Regions from separate parts of the Mus musculus genome. Here region 2 is linked to region 1. A link is a contact called in public promoter capture Hi-C data. All regions are on one chromosome and are shown on one strand. Each heading gives the region's core, a stretch centred on a gene start, on an enhancer-like site or on the middle of the called end of the contact. The rest is flanking DNA. Distances are from core to core; before and after follow the strand shown.

What was found. Promoter capture Hi-C pulls out the DNA fragments that hold promoters and counts their contacts.
Region 2: a promoter capture Hi-C map of liver shows a contact between it and region 1. The contact joins two enhancer-like sites. A contact is called at or near these places in 11 of 39 promoter capture datasets (the 3T3-L1 cell line, 3T3-L1-derived adipocytes, the C10 cell line and 9 more), 1 of 15 datasets of contacts at CTCF or cohesin (the NIH/3T3 cell line), 6 of 484 Hi-C or Micro-C datasets (the HPC-7 cell line, bone marrow-derived macrophages, cerebral cortex and 3 more), 15 of 115 datasets of contacts at active chromatin or transcription factors (craniofacial prominence, embryonic basal ganglia, embryonic fibroblasts and 11 more) and 3 of 9 other capture datasets (adipose tissue, liver and pancreatic islet).

What each region holds. Positions count from the first base shown.
Region 1 is chr6:34,525,439-34,531,824 of GRCm38.p6, reverse strand. No RefSeq gene overlaps it. Among named protein-coding and RNA genes, the nearest start is that of Gm32942, 8.3 kb to the left of the region's middle. Within about 2 kb of position 3,469, at least 11 of the 459 cell types and tissues checked have an H3K27ac peak or open chromatin away from gene starts, as enhancers often do. A contact at or near this core is called in hepatocytes and liver, where this site is marked.
Region 2 is chr6:34,725,896-34,732,978 of GRCm38.p6, reverse strand. All of the region lies in intron 3 of Cald1 (caldesmon 1), which reads right to left. Gm38787 (a long non-coding RNA gene) reads left to right here and starts at 177. Exons shown (of 3, transcript XR_868972.2): 1 at 177-6,461. Within about 2 kb of position 5,483, at least 11 of the 459 cell types and tissues checked have an H3K27ac peak or open chromatin away from gene starts, as enhancers often do. A contact at or near this core is called in hepatocytes and liver, where this site is marked.

The sequences.
Region 1 (6,386 bases), core at 2,220-4,719:
TTTATTGAAAGTGTATATCACATATATCACATATATGATACATAAATACATGTTTACAAATATATATAAAGACCTACAAAATGGGTTTAAAATGGAGTATGATTATGGGTAATTTTTATTTTGTTCTTTATGCTTTTCTTCATTGTTCGAGTTTCCTACAAATAAACATGTAAACGTACTTTATAGAAAAGTGTACAATTTTTGGTGATTAAAATATGTAAACATATCTTTAATTAAACATGCATGCATTTTACAGAAAGACACAAAAGTTACACATCTGCAACTAAAACATAAGTTGAATATGAAGGCACTTAAGCGTTTGTGGGCAGTTTAATCCTATCGCAATCTAGTTTTTAATTTGATTTTTAGAAACCTACGGCTTAGAGAGATTACTATGCTGGAAAGCCTGGCTGCAGGTGGATGCCGAAGCCCAGAGATGCATTGCTGAGACAAGATCAAGCTTGGGTCCCCGAGAGAAAGTTAATCCAGGAAAGGTGTCTGGCCTCGTGACAAGGCTTCACTGCAAAAGTATTTTCCATTTGTTAATCAGAGGCTAATCCTAAAGAAACTTCAGATGCCTGTCACCGTACTTTCCACTTTAACTTTGCACCTCCCATCCATCCCAGCCTTAGTAGCATCCTGTGCTTGTTGATGCTGAAGGGACAGCCAGAAACTGCAAGGTCTTGGTCAAGTTGCCAGCACGTCTATGAATCCCTCCAGTCGTAATAGTGTGTCTGCGCTTTTAGGTAGCACTTTAAGACAAGTAAGAGCTTTGCAAAGACAAGACAACTTATTCCAATTCATTCCACGAGCCTAAACATTCGTAGAAATCCTTATTTGATCAGGCTGTATATACTCCCTTAAATATCAATAATATACCACCACAATGTGCATCGTAATGCTTATACATTATTATCATGCTCCTTATCAGAAGACCCTAAGAGATCCATATGACTTCTATGGCATAAAGTAACCAAAGCACTGAGGTCATACTTACCCAAGAGCACATAGCTGATAAAAAATAAGAAAGAAAGAAAGAAAGAAAGAAAGAAAGAGAGAGAGAGAGAGAGAGAGAGAGAGAGAGAGAGAGAGAGAGGAAGAAAGGAAGAAAGGAAGAAAGGAAGAAAGGAAGAAAGGAAGAAAGCAAGAAAGCAAGAAAGCAAGAAAGCAAGAAAGCAAGAAAGCAAGAAAGCAAGAAAGCAAGAAAGCAAGAAAGCAAGCTTCTCTGAGGACTTACATTAGTAACTGTCTCCCTGAAAGTACCAAAAACTTTCTAAGTGTTAGACAATGCATGAACCCTAATAAATTCATTGATTTCCAAGGGGAACTTAGGTGGAGCTGTAGTTTTTGTTGTTTGGGGAATGTTATGGGAAGGAATTTTCACAACAGATGATTTAGCAAAATGAGACACCATCAATTTTTTGTTAGCTTCCGCATTCCGCAACTTGAAGAATTAAGTTATTCTGGCTCATAAATTCTTAAGTCTAGGGTCCCTGGCTTACAGAATACTCAGATGGTGGAAGCTGCTTTTGCCGGATCTAGTGACTCACTTCTCAGAGGGACTGCTGTCTCTGAATGGTACAATGTTTGCCAACAGGCAGTCTGAAATTGTAAACTATTTTGTTTCATATTCTTTTCCAAAGAACTCCAACAGAAACGTAAGTGTAAGAGGGCCAAGAACAACACCCCCACCCCCACCATGTCTCCCTCCTTCTGTTGACTATTAGGAACAATCACATCTTTCCAACAGAAGTTCCCCAAGAGGGACCTAGACATGGAGAAGTGGGCAGCACTGGCTTTAACATCAAATGCTGAGGTTTCTGTAAAATATTATGTGCAGGAACTTTCCTAACAATGTACCTGAGTTTAGGGGGAAAGATCAGCGTGGAGGAAGCTTTTCTGCTCACACTCTTAGCTGTGCTGCCATCTTCCATGATCCTGGGCACTCTACAGTGCTCGTCTTTGGTCTTTGCAGAGTTGTTCGGCCAGGGGCAGCGCTCCCGCTGGCTCAGGCTGCTCTGCATGGTAGATGCTTACAACTTGTTCAGTGAAGGATGGGCTCTGCTTCTGCCTTGGAAAATTGGCAGGTGTGTGTGTGTGTGGGGAGGGTGGTTGCTGTTTTTATTTCAGATCCCTATTGTTTGCATTTCCAGGTCTACAGATTGCTTGACTGTTCCAAACAGTCCTGGGTACGTCACTATCAATTCTCTTGCAACCACCCTTGAACATAATTCTTAAGATTTGTCAGGAGGCTTAAAGAGTTGACAAGTCTCAGTGAGAGAAGTTGGTATTTTACGTTCTCAAAGCTCATTGATTGACTCTGTGTGTGTGTGTGTGTGTGTGTGTGTGTATTTATTGTGTGTCTGTGTGTGGGTGTGGGTGGGTGTGTATTCTCCCACCCTTTCTTTGTATTCTTTACTAACCCACTTCTTTGTTTCTATTCCAACAATAAAAACCACAGCTGTTGAGTGTTAGGAGTCTTCTACATTCGAGAAACAATGCTGGGAGCTCTGTGCTCCTGTTAACTCACTACTGATCTGTACTCTGAGTGGATGTGATTGGCCTTACAGATAAGGAATCAGAGGCTCCATAAAGCATTCTTCAATAATCAAAAGCATCATAGTATTTTCATAATTACTCAAAGATGTCTCCCCTGGCACTTACCATCTATCAGCTACCTACAGTGTGGCTTTGGGGGTCTGGGAGGCACCACTTGAACTCTAGTGTCACCAGATCACTTTAGTGGGACTTTGAAGGAGTTGCTTAACTCTTCTAGGTCTGTCCCCTGGGTGCAGTGTGCTCCAGTGAACTCTCACTGCTGAGTCCTGAAGCCTTGTCAGGGGCTACAGTGGTCTACCTGGTTCTCAGTCAGCTCTTCCCCTAGCCAGGCTACAGGTCATTCTCAGTCCCACCAAAGTCTCCAAGAACCCTTCTGTTAGCCAGCATTTAACCATTCTTAATGAAAGCGTGTGTGTGTGTGTGTGTGTGTGTGTGTGTGTGTGTGTGTGCGCGAATTCCACTGCATCTTACTTCTCAAAGGTTCTACGGCCTCTTGACAGCACTGTATCTTACTTCTCAAAGGTTCTACAGCCTCTTGACAGCACTGTCCTGGGCACAAAGAGTTTGACATATGGGTCTCTGGGACACTGTCAATGTATGCGCGCGCGCGCACACACACACACACACACACACACATGTTTTGGAAGGTAATGCATTGAAGGCAAAGACCAGTATTAGATGTCTTCCTCTGACTCAGCTAGACCGGCCAGTAAGAAATCCCCTGGGATGCTCCCCCCTCCATCTCCCAAAGCACTGGGATTAGAGACTACCCAGCTTTTTACTCCATTGCTGGGGATCCAAAGTCAGGATGCCATGTTTGTTCAGCAAGTGCCTTACCCCCGCTCCATCCCTTCACCCCAAAGAGAATCCACTTATTTGATTAGGGGGTGTTTATTTTGGCTCCCAGATATGAAGTTTTCAGTCCATGACCTATTGGCCCATGAGTTGGGCCTGTGGTGAGATAAACACATTGTGGTGGTGACACAGCAGGGACAAACTGCTAACCTGATGACTGGAAATCAAAAGAGAGGAAGAAGAAAAGACCAGAGTCCCACAGTCCCTTTAAGGAATGTGTCCTGAGTGACCAGAGGAATTCCACTGCATCTCACTTCTCAAAGGTTCTACGGTCTCTTGACAGCACTGTCCTGGGCACAAAGACTTTGACATATGGGTCTCTGGGACACTGTCAGTGTACTAACTAGAGAAAAGTTCTTACCAGAAACAGGGGTATCTTGGACTTTTATAATAGGACAGGGATGTTTTGTAGTTCCCAAAATAATCCACATTTCTGCACTACTTTCTAGAAGGGCTCTCCAACACCCACCTCAAACTAAGTGCTTTGGAGAGTGGTACATTACAAAAGGTTTAGCCCTTCTCTCTGCTTTGCTCTCTCTTTACTGGGAAGTTTCCACTGGGTTCCAGGAAAATCTAGCCAACATTTACCATCAGTGTGGAATGGCATCACAGGAAGGCTTAGCAAAGGGCTCTCTGAAGTCCACACTGCAGAAAAGTCTCTGGAGGAAGGTTATTCGAGAATGCTCCTTAGTTGTAAATATTTAAAGTTCTGAGCACGCAGAATGCCAAGTTTGTCTATCCACTCTGCAAATAAATCGACCTATTACTTTACTGTCTAGTGTTACATATTTCCTAATTTATGCATGCCCCAAGTCAAGTTGACCATGCTCTAGACAGGGTTCTGACTACTTCCAGGGTACCTGGAGCAAGCCAGCTACAGAGAAGGCTGCTCCTTTTATTTGCAGTTCATTCTTAGTCCTTGACCTCAGAAAAAGCTGTCTGGAGAGTCTGGACCTCTGCAGAGTTGTATGAGGCAGCTGTTTCTGGTAACTAAGCTGTTCAGCATCATCCTTGGGTGTGGAGGCACCTTCTGACCTACAGCATAGGACCTGTGAAGAGCTAGGGCACCTCCTCTGATACCTTTGTCTTTTACCGACACCTGAGTCTCCTTTCACACCAGCATTAATGCAATCTGCAAAAGGAAACCAGACAGGCTCAAGCCTGAGACCTGGAACTCATACATCCTCACTATTTCTCCATATTCTACTCTATGCTGACTTCCTGTCTCCCTGGGATGGTGCCTCGCCAGAAGGAGTGATGCTGGGCTTGGTCTCTTCTTCTCTACACAGAACAGGTCCAGCCTGGAATAAAGAAGGGAGAGCTAGTCCTTATTGTAAGCAAGAGGTTCTAAAACTCTTCTTGGTTAAGACCTCAACCCCTCAGTCCTTCTCCTAGAGACTTGAATTCAAATGGCTTCCAAACTAGAGTTGAAGTGACCTTGGTGATCACTGAGTCCTCCCCAGCTGATGCGACCTGAGGTTTCAGACCCTGTTCATCTCACTATTCCTGGTTTCGGGCTGAATACCTGATATGAGTCTCTTTATAAAATCCATAGCCAGTCACTGCTTTGGTGACGTTTTATGAAACCTGGGCTGTGGCTCTCCATCTACCTTAATAGCAACAATTCAGCAGTCCTCTGTTCCTCTTCTTCTGTAGTCTGACATCCCACAAGGCCAAGAGAAACAAGAGGATAGGGTTTGCAGCTGAGAGAAACGGCCTTTTGGTTACTTCCTCACCACTGTGTGCTGATGGAGATCTGGTTCAATCCCCTTAGTGTTTACATAGAAAACTCTAAGAGAGGCAAAGAAACTTATCAGAAGTCACACAACCCACAGGAACTGTGATAGGTCTGGGTGCCACTGCTCTGACCCTGGCCCCGGCTCTCATGCCTGTAACCAGAATGCCCTACAGTTATAGATTTAATGGGAAGGGCAGACATAAAGCATGGAGGGTAGACTGTAGAACAGTGTCAGGGAGACACATGTCCAGCTGGAGGTCAAAGCACACCTTAGGTTCTTCTCGTAATTTAGTTCTATAAAATCATCAGCATTGGGGTAGAAAACGAGGCAGAGCCATGTGCTCTCCTGATGATTTGTAAGCACCAATTACATCACAGAGAGGATTAAAGCCCCAGTTTCGGATCATTTGGTTTCTCTCACTTCATTCTTGCCGATAATTCACAAGCAGAGGCAGGCAGTACAGGCAGGACAGCAGCCCCTTTAACTCAGCAGCCTGGAGCCTGACTCTCAGCTCAGCTGCTTCCCAGCTGGGTGGGGCACATCACTTCCTCCCTCTGGGTAGTAGTGCTTTGTCCACTGGGGCGAATTTGCACTAAGGGTGATGGCCAGCAGGTGAGTGAGGAGGGAAGCATTTATGTGGCCTTTTATGTCCCAGAGGGTGATGAGGAATGGCTTGGTGACTTCTGCCACCATAGGATCATCGCAGGTTGATGCACACGCCCACTTTCTGAAATGGAAACGCTCCACAGCTCTTGCCCTCCCCTAAGCATGCACAGCAGTGCTCTGCCTGTGTCAGGGTTCCATATTGTCAACTGGCTGCATGTGGGGACAGAGCCACCTGGGGTCACTCAAGAGTATTGATAAGGCGTACTTCTAGGAGTTTCTCCTCTTCTCTCCAAGAAGCCATCAGAATTCAAAGGGCAGAGCTCAGCAGCCCTGTGACCCTGTCATCTGACAGTGACAAGGCCAGAAGGCCATCTCTCCCTGACCCTTGGAGGCTGCTCCTCCTGACTTTTACAGATACCTGGCCAGAGGCAAAAATATCAATCATTTGCTTTGTCACTGGGTTGGCTGGGGCCCCTCTGGGTTTTCTTGATAAAACAGTGTCTTAAGATACATAGTCCCTATTTGTGATAATAGGACTTTTTAACTATCAGGCTGTCCCATGTCTTCCAGGGCGCCATATTTAAATCTTAGAGCGATTCATCCTCCCTACGGACCAACTCTGGTCTC
Region 2 (7,083 bases), core at 4,234-6,733, 200 kb before region 1:
GGCTCAGTGGCAAAGAGTATGTGCCGCTCTTGTAGAGAACCTAAATTCTGTTCCTAGCACCCAATTCAGGTGACTTGCAATACCCTGGAACACTAGGGGGATCCATCACCTCTGGCCTCTGCAGGTATCCCTGATGAGCGTGCATGTACACACACACACACACACACACACACACACAGACACACGATAATTAAAGTCTCTAAAAAACAAAAGGAAAGAAAGGTAGTTCTAGGAAGAGAGGGTTGGTGTTGGAAACTGTTTAGTTGGTGCCTGAGCTAGACTTCAGGTGTAGTGAATTACAAGGAGAAGGGAAACAAGTAGTGGATAAGTTAATCAAAAGAAAATTAGCCAAACTCACTGTCACTTGAACACTCAATCAAAATGACTGTAGCCAACACAGATAAACCAACTACCTGTGTTTCCACAAGTATTAGCTTGTCTTGTATCACAACCTAGGATTCTCTAATATTCATCATGAATAATGAATACAAATCTCATAACTATGAACATTTGAAATATGAAAATATGACTCATAATGTCCTTTGACTTTTAAAACTCAAAAACCCAGGGGAGTGGTAAAATCAGACTAGAGATGATCTCTGACCACCATACCTATCAAAGGACATCTTGCTTTAATGTATATGGTACATGGGCAATAAAGACTAAGTATAGACACATTTTAAAAATCAGATGTGAGAAAATAACTGAAACCCAGGTGCTTTCGTCTGGCGATAACACTATATTTGTCATTTCTGTCTCTTGCAGAAAAGACTGGTCATGCTATACAGCCGACTAACACCTGCTAAAAGAAGGGTGTCGGGAGAGTCGCACAGTCCCATGAGCTGTCGTGGCCACAGCCACAGCCGCATCTGACCACAGGTGTATCCAAAATACCATTCTTTTCAAACACACATTTCCATCTTCTTGTATAAAGGATATGAACTCATCTTAGAGGAGCTTTAGAGAGATCTAAACACTCGGGTGATCCCAAACATGAAGAATTTGCGAGATGCAGTACGTGGGCTCATAATTTCATATGGTTTTGCTCTCAATTACGTTACCGTTATCACATGGGTAAACATTTGACGAAAGAAACAGTGGAATTGGGGGAAAGAAAATGAAGACAAAATGTCCTTACATGGAGATTCAAAGCCTGTGAGTAATTAAAGGGAATCTCTGCAGAGGAAAATGGTACTGCAGACGCGGGGGAAACGGTGCACAGCAGGCGGAGGCTGCTTGTCCTTACAGAGCCTGTGTCAGCATCCTTCCCAGACAGACAGGCGGTTCTTAATGTGGGGGAATTTATGGATAATGGATTTTCATAACAGATCTTTTATGACCTTTCCCTCCCTGAAAAGTGCCCTCCAGAGCTTTTCTGCTTCCACTCTTAGTTTTAATTGGAAAAAGATTTACTATTCATTTCCTCCTTCCCAGTTGGCCTCTCCATTCGGATGGCACAGCCTTCCACCTCTATTCACGTGCCCCTCGGCTCCTCCTGGGAACCAGAAAATTCTAACATACTGGTACACGAGACCAGGAACCCTATTTGTAGGATCACCAGTGAGAGAAGTGATTATCATTTTAACACGGAAGCATAGAAGGTGATTCCTACTCCCAGTCTCCAGAAAAACCACATAAACTCATCTGGAATCCACTGGCTTGCATCTCCCCTCCACATGCTAGCATCTCACAAGTTTATTTACAAGTGAAGGTAAACCTTGAGAGGAGACAGGAAATGGAAAATGAAGGGCCACATCCTGGACACTTGGCCCACCGGAAAGGACACGTATCGTTGCAGGGGACTTGGCAGCCACCTCTGGGTCCAGCCTCCCTGCTGTTGGGAAAGGAAGTCAATAATACTTCTCGGCTCTTGGTGGGTTATGGTCCAGTCAAAGGAAACTTTACCAAAGATGGGGTGTGCTCAAGACATGATGTCGGGGGTGGGGGTGAGCTAACACTCATTTATGACATGGTAGAAAGCCAAACCAAAGAACACCTGTTTGCATGCTTAAAGATGCTCTTCAAGCAAAGGCGAAAGTATCCTCATTTTAGCAGGTAATGTTCAAAATGAAGCATCTAGGCTTATGTGTACAGATTAAATTAGCAGCATTGACAGCTGAAGCGTCAGGGAACTAACTACCCAGCTTCTGAGAGGGTGACATGGGCCTTACAGATTTTCTTGTGTGGCACTTAAAATATCCTGAAGAGTCCTCGCCTGGACTAGTGTATCTGTATTCCAAGAGACGAATAACCAGGAAGGCTTAGGCTGTTTTCTGATGAGACACGAAAGCAACCTCTGCTGCGGTAACACAGACAACAGACTTCTAAACTGCCACATAGTTTGATTACAAATGACCCTTTGCAACAGCAGCATCAGCATATGGGTTTCTAATCCTGTGTACATTCTGCTCTCTAGCCAAACCACTGGCCATCTGGACCCCGACTCTGAGGGAGGGCAGTTCAGTTTAGTTGAGAGAGCAGAGCAATGAACCCTAGGCAGGATAGGGTATGTAGACACCTAGAGTTTGAGGAGGAGGCAGGGAATGTGGCAGATACCAAGGTGGAGTTTTGGATGGTGGTGTGGGATGTTGGCTGCGACTGCCTATGCTCTGACACCGAGCCGCTAGAACAAAGGCATCTTTAAGACACTGGTGGAGGAGTTGCTCTGTTTAAGCCACTGGAGGAGGAAGCCAAGGGGGAACATGGCTTAAAATAGAGTTATGATTCGGCAGGGGAGCCAAGAAACGTGCAAGGATGTAATGGAAGTTCAAGTGTGGTAAATATTAAAGGAGATTTATGCAGAAGCGTAAAGGATGGATAATACTGTCTTGACCATAGGATCAAAGAAGGCTTCCTGGAGAAAGTGACAGTTGAGCTGGGCCTAGGATTCAGGGTGTGCAAGGAGGGAAGAGGCCCTTTCTTCATTCAGAGAGCACAAATGGAAAGTTGTAAAGTCAGGAAATGTGGACATGGAAAAGCAAACACTTCAGTCTGGCCAGGGCTCAGGACGCAGGAAGGGCACCAGGGAAGGAAGCTCAGGTTACGTATGGTCCAGACCCGAGCGTGGCTCCACTAAGAGGAAGGGCAGACCAGCAAGTCTACAGATCTTGAGAGAGGATCCTTCCTGGGTCCAGCCCCGTGGAAACGCAGCCTAAATGTAGGACAGACAGCACATACGGAGGACAGACAGCACACATGGAGGACAGACAGCACACACGGAGGAGGATTTCCTAGTTCTGTCTCCACTCCAGGTGTTTCAACTCATCCTACAGCTTTTCCCTGGGAAATAAAAGAAATAGGGCCAGCTACCCAATATCAAGGGCTCCATAAATCTTAGCAACAAGAAGAGCCTTGAGCTCAGCAAATCCTTGGGCCATTCAGAACAGTAGTTTGTGGCAGACTTCTCAAGAGCAGTAAGTTAGGCCCTCAATTCTTTGTGAACTGAATAGCTGCTCTCTCTCTCTCTCTCTCCCTCTCTCTCTCTCTCTACCCCCATCTCCCTTACCCCATCAGCCTTCCACTAAACCTACACTTGTGTGTTAAGGTGTGCAAAGCTTGGGGCATAGGAGGTACAATAGGATGGAATTGGGGAGGTGATCTTAATTTAATCACTGCTCTGTGCACGGTAACCTGGGGACCTGAGCCGGACAGTGCTACTACTGCAGAGCTACTGACCACTGGGCCAGGGTTTTAGTTCAGTTCCCACCCAGGGTGTCTTCCTACCCTGGGGACATCCTCAAGATGTTCTGCCAATTAACCAATGGCCTCCCATCATCACAGAGGCCAGGGACGGCCAAACTATGGCCTGCTGGTCAAATCCAGTCCACACATCTTTTCCGTAAGTTATTTCCTTAGAAACTAACTATTCTCATCTTGTCTATGATCCATCTGAGCCTCCAGTTTCAGAGGTGAGTTAAAGGGGCAGAAGCTACATAGCTCACAGATTTGAAAGGAAACACCATGTGATCCTGTGTTGATCACGCATGGCTATTTGCTTGTAATTGATTTGTAACAATGGTCTTAATACTCCTATCAAAAATTAAACAGAGCCAGGTGTGGTGGTGGACAACTTTCTTCCCAGCACTCAGGCAGAAGCAGACAGACATCTATGAGCCTGGTCTATGTAGCAAATTCTAGGCCAGCCTGGGCTACATAGTGAGACTTTGTCTAACAAAGAAAGAAAGAAAGAAAGAAAGAAAGAAAGAAAGAAAGAAAGAAAGAAAGAAAGAAAGAAAGAAAACAACAAAAAGCCAGGTGCCATCAGTTATCTGTCTTGATTTATATATATTCAGTTATTTACAAATTAATCATATATAGTACTATTGAAATGCTTACACATTATAAAACACAAAAAGAAGTGTAAGAGAATAATACTGAAAAAACTTATTAAAGGTCTAATTTATCAGTATTCATAGAACTTCTATTACATCTTAATCTTAGTTTTAGCACACTGTGATCAGTTATTTGAAAGCCTGGCTAGCGTGAGCTTCAGTTGATTCTGCCATTCAACTTTCAATGACAGTTGCAGCTTAGGGTTTTTTTTTTTTTTTTTAATTTTTAAAATTATATGAGTATGAGTGTTTGCTTGAATTTATACGTGAGCACCATGTGTATGTCTGGTGCTTGAGGAAGTCAGAAAAGGGTGGTAGATGCCCTGGAACCAGAATCATGGATGTTTGTGAGCCATCGAGGGGTGTTGGGGATTGAAGCCAGGTCCCCTGCAAGAACAACTGCTCTTAAGGGCTGAGTCCTCTCTCCAGTCCCTTAGTCTTGTGTTTAAGTTTATGGAAAATGGATACGTACAAGTGGGAGAGATAAACGCTTGGTATGTTGAAGCATGGAGCTAACATACTAAATCCCCCCTAATTTCCAATGTGTGTCTGTCCACCATTTCTCCTTCCAAAGCCACACGAATTTTAAATAAATTGCTTCAACTTCTACTTGTGAGATTTAAGAGTTTTATTTCCCCCTCAAGCCTAGGTATGAAGACAAGGTATGATTGTCTTGGTAGATCACACTTACAGATTTTTTCAACAACAAAATCACAAACGAAAGTCTATTTTCCACATAATTTTTTTTTTTACCATGTGAGTTTTTGCTGAAGGTGAAAATGTTGGTCAGTGACTATGGCGGTCGATGGCTGTGCGGTCGGCGACTGTACTAAGAACCTTGGGCTTGTATATCTACAGTGGGTGGACTGTGTGCTACGTGGATTGGGTTTCAGTAGAGATTACAGACCTAGGAAAAGCCTTTGGCTCCTCACACAGCCTGCTGAAAAAAGCAAGCGAGGGGCAGAGGAAGCCCTCCTCCGTGCTCCCTCAGCGAGGTGGGCACTGGCTCCCTGAGCACAACCTTCCTTGTATTTCCAGCAATTTCCCTTCTGCCTGCAGCTTCTGCACAAACCTTCAAAGCACAGGGCTCTTTAGCAATGTTAGTTTAAACTAGATAAGGCCTGCCACAGGTAAACCTTCTGACTCCACCGAGACTAGAGGGCCACGTGGCACCGAGAGCTGCGCATTCTAAGCCCCGTGCTTGCCTCTGGGGATGGTACACATGGCTAGAAAAGGGGTCAGGGGTAAGGTGTCAGGGCCAGAAGGGATGGCCAGAAAAGTACCAGAAAAAGCTTTAATTCTTTGCCCTTCCACTCCATTTTCTCTTCCCCTGCCTTCCTGCTTCTATAGCAACATTAACATCCCCCTTTCCTCTTGCCAGCTCCAGATGCACCGACCCTCCACCCTCGAGAGAGGCTCAGAAGCAGCAGGCATCCTGAAAATCGGCCTGTGCCTCCTGTGAAGTCACCAAGGTTGTGTCAGACCTGCATCACGGACTGCTTTATTTGCATCTAAGACCCCACCCCCTACATCCATCATCAGGAGTGTTCCTCTAGAGCTAAAGTTCTGTTTCACCCCCACCTCACCCCGGCACCATGTGATTTCCATACACTACTTTCATTGACTAAGGATGCCCAAAAGCATGAAAGGGAAGCAAAAGGCATTGAAACACTGACAGGTGGCACCTGGGGAGGCACCGAAGGTGTTCCGGGGTGTGGGGGAATCTCACTGAGGGAAGAAATGACCGTGACTATGAGATGACAGATCAGAACCATATTAAACCTGAACGGAGCAACAGCATCAGCTTCACAGCTTGATGGCAGAGGTGACATCAGCAACAAATACAAGAGCGGGACCCCAACTTGTCACATTTCTCTCAAACCCTCCCCCTCTAAACATTGAAAGTGTGGTAACCCGACACCTCATTTCTCTCAAATCCTTCCCTCTAATTGTTGAAAGCAATTACTGGCCACAAACTTTCCAGTGCTTGCTTGGGCTGGTACATTTTGCGCACTGGTCTAGAATGCAAATGTTTCAGTGGATTTATCATGGATATGCTTGGTATCCTTATGCTTCTTTCTTGGCAGAAGTCATTATTCAGATCCCTCCTGGAACTAGGAACTGGAAAAGGTATGTTTTCCTTGTCTAAAACCAAAGCAAGCAACAACAATAACCACAGCCACAATTGGTGGTGGACAGAAGACATATCTGATTTGAACCTGGTCAATAATGGGAGGCTAAGGCAAACTGAGTCACCTGGTGTGTGTGTTTGTTTGTTTGTTTGTTTTCTATTCAGACTGTGGACTCTGGTCCAGATCAAAGATTTATCTTTCTGTGTGTTTGTATGTGACTGTGTACACAGCACCTGCCTGTCTCTCTCATTGTTTGTATGTGAATGTGTACATACCACCTGCCTGTCTCTCTCATTGTTTGTATGTGAATGTGTACACACCACCTGACTGCCTCTCTCATTATGTGTGTGTGAATGTGTACACACCACTTGCCTGTCTCTCTCATTGTTTATGTGTAACCGTGTACACAGCACCTGCCTGTCTCTCTCATTGTTTGTATGTGACTGTGTACACACCACCTGCCTGTCTCTCTCATTGTTTATGTGTAACCGTGTACACACCACCTGCCTGCCTCTTTCATTGTGTGTGTGTAACTGTGTACACACCACCTGCCTGTCTCTCTCATGTTTGTGTGTGTGCCTGGCAGTCCTTTTGGCTTTTTGTGATGTCAGTGGAAAGCA